Regions from separate parts of the Astyanax mexicanus genome. Here region 1 is linked to region 2. Evidence: chromatin contacts called from public Hi-C data. All regions are on one chromosome and are shown on one strand. The core of a region is the stretch at or near the end of the contact, and the rest is flanking DNA. Distances in the headings are between cores, read along the strand shown.

Region 1 (3,211 bases), core at 394-2,893, 150 kb before region 2:
CTTCTATAGCTATGCATTGTTGTCCCGATACTTATGGATTAACCCTTTTATATATATTTTTGTTTTCGAGTGTTTTCTTGCACAGAACACTAATTGAGACGTGTTGTTAATCAGAACAGATAATATAATATGAGATAAATGAGCCGATAAAAAAGTTTATAAGCCAATTAAACAATAGGTTAACTCTGCCAAAAAGCCAAAGAGGCTAATTAAAATAGATAGAATAGACAGTAGACATAGAAAACACTAGTTTAGTTATTTTAGTTAAGTGAATTAAATGTTAATATAGATTTTACATCATAATCATAATATTAGAGTCTTCCTTTGTGTGCATTACAGACAGAAAACTTTATTATTTAACATTATTATTATTATTAAATTCATATTTTTCCATCACTGGCACATAATTCAGGTCTGAAAGGGTTAAGAAGACAAATGTTGTAACGTAACAGGATAGGGCTGGAAATTTGAGATGTTACACACTAAAAAACAGAAGTACCATATAAGTATTTCTTGTACTTAAAAGTACACTTTTCATACTTGTACTCTCAAAGGTATAATATTGTTTTTATAGGGTCAAATATGTTTCCTCTGAAGTAGAAAGTCTTTTTATAACAGCAGGAAACAAAGATTTGTACCATTTAAGCAGCTAAAAGGTACATTCGGTATTCTGTTTCACTGTACGAATAAACAATATATTTATGTATATATTTGATTTATACATTTTCCATATGAAAACCAGACAGTTTTGGATGATCATGTTTTTGACACATATTCATGAGATATTTAGAAGTCTTTCACTGAAAGGTACTCTATTGTACATATATATATATATATATAATATAAATATTGCTTAATTTCCTACATGATCAATAAAGTATCTATCTATCTATCTATCTATCTATCTAGCAACAAGCTTTTTACTCTTTTCAGAACAAATCTGTACTTATTTATTTTTTACTTATTCTTTGTGTGTTACTTCATTTGTATTAAACTGATCATCACCATGCTAACTAATATCACTATAATAATAAATAATAAGATGAAATAAATGTATTTTCTTACCTGGAATATCTGAAGGATGTTATGGCTTTCCAAATATCTTACAGAGCTCTGATAAGGGTCCACATGGGCCTGGGTGGGTCGGGCCGTTCGCACTGTTTCTGTTGTGTCTGAGTCCTCCATGCTCAGAAAGTAAAAAAAAAGAGAGAGATCTTTTGTCTGTGAAATGAAGAAAGAAATATAAATAATAATTAAAAAAAACCTTTCTTGTGAAGAAATTACAATTTCCTCTAATTTCCCAGCTAAAATAAATTTTAATTTGCTTGGGAAAAATTTTAACTAAACTAACAAACCTAAGAAACGAAACAAAAACACTCTACCAACTACACTACCCTACCTTTTAGAGGACTGTTCTGAGTTTAAGTCTGAATTAAACGCAAAAACTCGTAAGAAAAAGTGCGTAACTCGGTCAGTATCCTCAGTTTGGCTTTGAGGGGTTTGTTTTAACGTCTGAAAAGTCATCCCGTAACCCCTGGCAACCGCACGCGAGAGACTCGGGGGGTGACGTCATTTTCTGTTATGAGACACAATGGCAGCGACTGAATTTGGACCACTGTTTTTTTTTTTCCTTCACCCCTCTCGTATTCTCACAAGCCCCGCCCACATCTCGCTGCGATTGGTTCGTCGCTACGAGCCCCCTGCGCTGGGATTGGCTGTTACGTTCATCACGAGCAGCCCTTCGTTCTAAAGTATGAAAAAAAAAAGATGAACGTGAGGGACGGGGCGGGCGGGGCGGAGCTAACTGCGCATCAGGATTACAGAGCAACCAATAGGGACAGGGAGAGGGGCGGGGCTTGATCGGAAAACGGATGTTATTAAAAATTAACTCTATAACTATACGCGGTTTAATGCGGTGGTGGAAAACGTTCCGTCGTACTTCATGAGGATTTTTTTTTCATTTAATATTATTAATGTATGTAATGTATGATTTTTTCAAAAAGCTGTATGTAACTAGGAGTAGCGATTGTTGTTTTTTTTTATCAAGTTTTAATTATAATCTATATACTAATAATTTAAGTATAATCATTTTGTATAGTTTGAAAATTAACTCCTTTTCATGTTTTATTCTTATATTATATTTTATTTTCATTTTTATTGTTTTTTAATTCGTCTTTTCTTAGTATTTTTTCATCTTTAAAGCACTTAGAATGACTGTTGTATGAAAAGTACTATATGAATAAACTTGCCTGGCCTTGCCTTTTAACCTCCACCAACATCCACAACGTCCCAGCGCTGATACTTGATACTAGCGCCTAATAATGTTAAAAAATAATGAACTTGTGAAAAAAACACTGTTTTGTAATAATGTAGGTCAACGTGTCAACATAATAAGCTAAGCATTTTATATAAAATGTATGCATACAGAATGTAGTGTGTTTTGTATATAATGTAAAAACGGTCGATTAAAATAGGCTATTTATCATGATACATACAAAAATTAAAAGCAAGTCGTGCGTGGCTTATGAGAAAAATCATGAAAGGTGGGGCGGGGCTGACCGCACTTCAGGACGATCAATATCCAATCGCAGGTTGAGATGGGCGGGGCTTGGACTGTAAACGGGTGTTGAAAAAACATGAACACCACTGCTCGGTTTAGGCAGCGCTAATCCGACTGAAACGTCCCGTCGCACTTTATGAGGGTTTTCTTTTAAATTGTATAAAATTATACGCGCTTAATAATGTGGAAGCGTTATAGAGTCGTATAAACATTGTTTTGCGGTAATGTAGGTCAACGTGATAATATATAACATAATAGACAATTAATTAATAATAACAAAGCAGAATTGCAGTTCATAATTCATATCTAAACTAGGAACAGAAATATAGAATGATAATGATTAGTTATATTATAATGTAATATCGCTAATAAAAAAAATAAATTAATACATATATCATAAAATAAACAAAACAAATAAACAAGTTTTTTGTCTTTTTAAATTTTTTATATTATTTTTCCTATATATTAGTAATTTATTTTATATCAGCCGATTATTTTGGGGTTTCTTTCTGCCGCATTTTGCTGTAAAACGTGCGCGCGGTTACAGGCGGGCGGGGAAGCGGAGCGAAAACCCGGCGTTTCTGGGTTGCCGGTCGTCCTCAGCTGACATCACGGCCTACAGCGCGTGCACGTTATGTAGGGCAGACGGTG
Region 2 (3,201 bases), core at 386-2,885:
TATAAGCATGAACGCGCAGCATTAGACCAACACATAAATACACTTTAAATCAATGACATGGTTGTTTTACCTTTAATTTAAAGTATTTAATAATTAAATGTATAGTAGAATAATAGTTCTCATAGCTGTAGTTACAGCATAATTTGTCGTCATTTCTAAATACTTAATAGCAGTTTTTGGATATTTAATAATAGATACAGATTATGAGTATATATTGAGTTGTATAGAACTTTGGTAGAACTTTGTTTTCTGGATTGATGGAGCTTTATCCAATAAGTTGGGGAGTTGAAGATGAGTTAGGGTATTCTCACAGCAATGCTTCAAAATCTAGAAAACAGTCTTTCTTGGATGGTTGAGACATTTGGTGTTCTATACCCAAACCTGACCTCCACCTTTCCTGTTTTTCCTTTTTTTCTATATTATAAACTTTTGAAACGACTACCTCACCATATAGCCATCTCCTGCTTTGTTTGGCTTTTATGGATCAGTTAATCATCTACTCACTTAATTATCCACAGTACTAGGAATTTCACCTCATGGTGCCCATGCGTTTGCATGCCAGTGTATACGGAAACAAAGCTGCACAGAACAGAGCCTTTAAAATTCTCGTCCTGTTTAATTCCTGGAGATAAAGAGAATTACGACTCGCTCACATCATTTAAACAAGGCTGCGTTCCAAACCGCACATTACTGCACCAAGTACTGCATTAAAAAATAGTGCATCTCCATTAAACAAGTGTTTATTAATGTAGTGTTTAGAGTAGAAGTGTGTGGTTTGGGACGTAGGCCTCATTTGGCCCACCATTGACACCTACTACGGTATACAGCGTCTGCTGGACCATTTAGGCTTTTACATTGTGCATTTCTATTAAGAATAAAACCATGAAACAACTTATCTAGTTCCTGTAGAGAAGTGCTGTTGGCTTGATTGAATCAAAGTAAAGGACTTTTCCCACGAAAATGCTCTTGACTGGTTTTGTGCGAGAAGAGGATACCAATCAACCTCAAGGGAAATATCTATTAAACCGTGGTCCAGATAGTAAGATACCTTTGAGAAGAGGGCATTTCCAGAAGATGCCCTTGACCAAAAGGCCTCCCAAAAAGATGCCCTTGACCAGAGGGCATCCCTGGAAGATGCCTTTGACCAAAAGGCATCCCGAGAAGATGCCCTTGAGAAGAAAGCATTCCCGGAAGATGCCCATGAAGAGAGGGCATCCCAAGAACATGCCCTTGACCTGAGGGCATTCCCAGAAGATGCTTTAAGAAAAAGACATCCACAGAAGATGTCCTTGAGAACAGGGCATTCCCAAAAGACGTCCTTGAGCAGAGGGCATCCCCAGAAGATGCCCTTGAGAAGAGGGCATTCCCAAAAGATGTCTTTGAGCAGAGGGCATTCCCAGAAGATGCCCTTGAGAAAAGGGCATTCCCAAAAGATGTCCTTGAGCAGAGAGCATTCCCAGAAGGTGCCCTTGAGCAGAGGGCATTATCAGAAAGATGGCCTTGAGCAGAAGGCATCCCCAGATGATGATCTTGACCATAAGGCATCCCCAGAAGTTGCCCTTGACCCGAGGGCATTCCCAGAAGATGCCCTTGAGCAAAGAGCATCCCCAGATGATGTCCTTGACCCGAGAGCATTGCCCTTGAGCAGAGGTCTTTTCCAGAAGATGTCCCTAACTAGAAGGCATCCCCAGAAAATAGTTGCTTGATTGGATGGCATGAAGTTTGTAGGTGTCGTCCTAGAAGATGCCCTTGACTGGAGGGCACATCCAGATAATGCCTTCAACCGGTCTTGTGTAAGAGGGAGATACCAATTCAGCCCAGGTGGTTGTTCAAATTAATCCAAGAAAATGTCCTTAAAACAGAATAATTATTCAATAAGATCAATGGATCTGAGTGGTGGGAACCGAGACCAACCTAAGAAACTGTGACTTAACTGATTTACAGAAGACTTGAATTTTGTGGGTTTCATCCCTGGATAGCATCTTCAAAAGATGTCCTTGACCAGTCTTGTGCAATAAGAAATTACCACTCCACCTTAATGCGAACATGAACAAGACCAAGGTTCAGTCAGTTGCTGAGAATCTGAGAAACCTGAAAAATGATGGCTTGAACAAATGACAGAAGTCGTGCAGTTTGAGGATATTTTCCCTGAAGGTGCCCTTGACCGGTTCTTTGCAACAAGAAGTTACCAATCCACATCAAGGTGAACAGTTGAACTCTATGTATTGAAGTCGTGGACGTCAAACAATGACGAAGCAAGTGTCTTAATACTACTTTTATCCATGTATTCAGGCCTTTTTTTGCCATAACTGATTTTGAAGTGGACCTGACGTTTTTAGGTTTTACCAAAGAAGATGCCTGAGCACTTTCGTAGTCTTGCTTTTGCACTCTCGCTTCCGTATGCTCGCTCTCATGCACTTATTCTCGTACGCTCACTCTCGTACTCTCGCTCTCATACACTTGCTCTCGCACGCTCACTCTTCCACACTCTCTCTCTTGTTCTCTTGCTTTTGTACTCTCGCTCCCATATGCTCGCTCTCATACTCACTCTTGTGCACTTTTTGTAGTACTCTCGCTCCTGTACGTTCACTCTTTCACACTCTCTCTCTTGTACTCTTGCTTTTGTACTCGCTCCTGTATGCTCGCTCTCATTCTCTCACATTCGTACGCTTGCTCCCGTACACTTGCTTTCAAATCCTCACTCTTTCACACTCTCTCTCGTACTCTTGCTTTTGTACTCTCGCTCCCGTATGCTCGCTCTCATACTCTCACTCTCGTACGCTCACTCTCGTACTCTCGCTCTCATGCACTTGCTCTCGTACCCTTACTCTCCACTTTTAGCTTTTGTACTCTCGCTCCTGTATGCTCACTCTCGTACCTTTGCTATCGTACTCTCGCTCTCATTTGCTCAGATACACTCGTGAGTGCGTACAGCTTAGCTTTGACAGACTTTCTCACAAACACACAGATATTCTCACACACACACCCACCCACTCTCGCGCGTTCTTTCGCTGTGTCTTCGATTCATCTGCGTAACCTTCAAAGTTTTAGAACATTTCCACGAGAGGCTGACCCCTGTCATTCTCGCGTCTCGGAGGCCGCGTAGCAGGGATTGTGTTGTTTGCGGTTTTGCGCGTGAGTCACGGGTTTGAAGTATTGAAAAGTGACTATAATCAGATGTTCGGATGAGTCTGTGTGTTT

The links. Hi-C and Micro-C count contacts between places; a contact is called where the count stands out from the background.
Region 1: a Hi-C map of muscle shows a contact between it and region 2, with 2.9 times the contacts expected there. The contact joins the promoter of tex55 here to the promoter of LOC125781600 in region 2. A contact is called at or near these places in 3 of 3 Hi-C or Micro-C datasets (blood and muscle).

The regions. Positions count from the first base shown.
Region 1 is chr1:3,333,944-3,337,154 of AstMex3_surface, reverse strand. tex55 (testis expressed 55) reads right to left here and starts at 1,643. Exons shown (of 4, transcript XM_022666397.2): 1 at 1,400-1,643; 2 at 1,066-1,186. The coding sequence starts at 1,524.
Region 2 is chr1:3,185,598-3,188,798 of AstMex3_surface, reverse strand. It overlaps LOC125781600 (adhesive plaque matrix protein-like), which reads right to left and starts at 1,635. Exons shown (of 3, transcript XM_049465205.1): 1 at 1,348-1,635; 2 at 1,086-1,235. The coding sequence starts at 1,635. All of the region lies in intron 2 of zbtb20 (zinc finger and BTB domain containing 20), which reads left to right.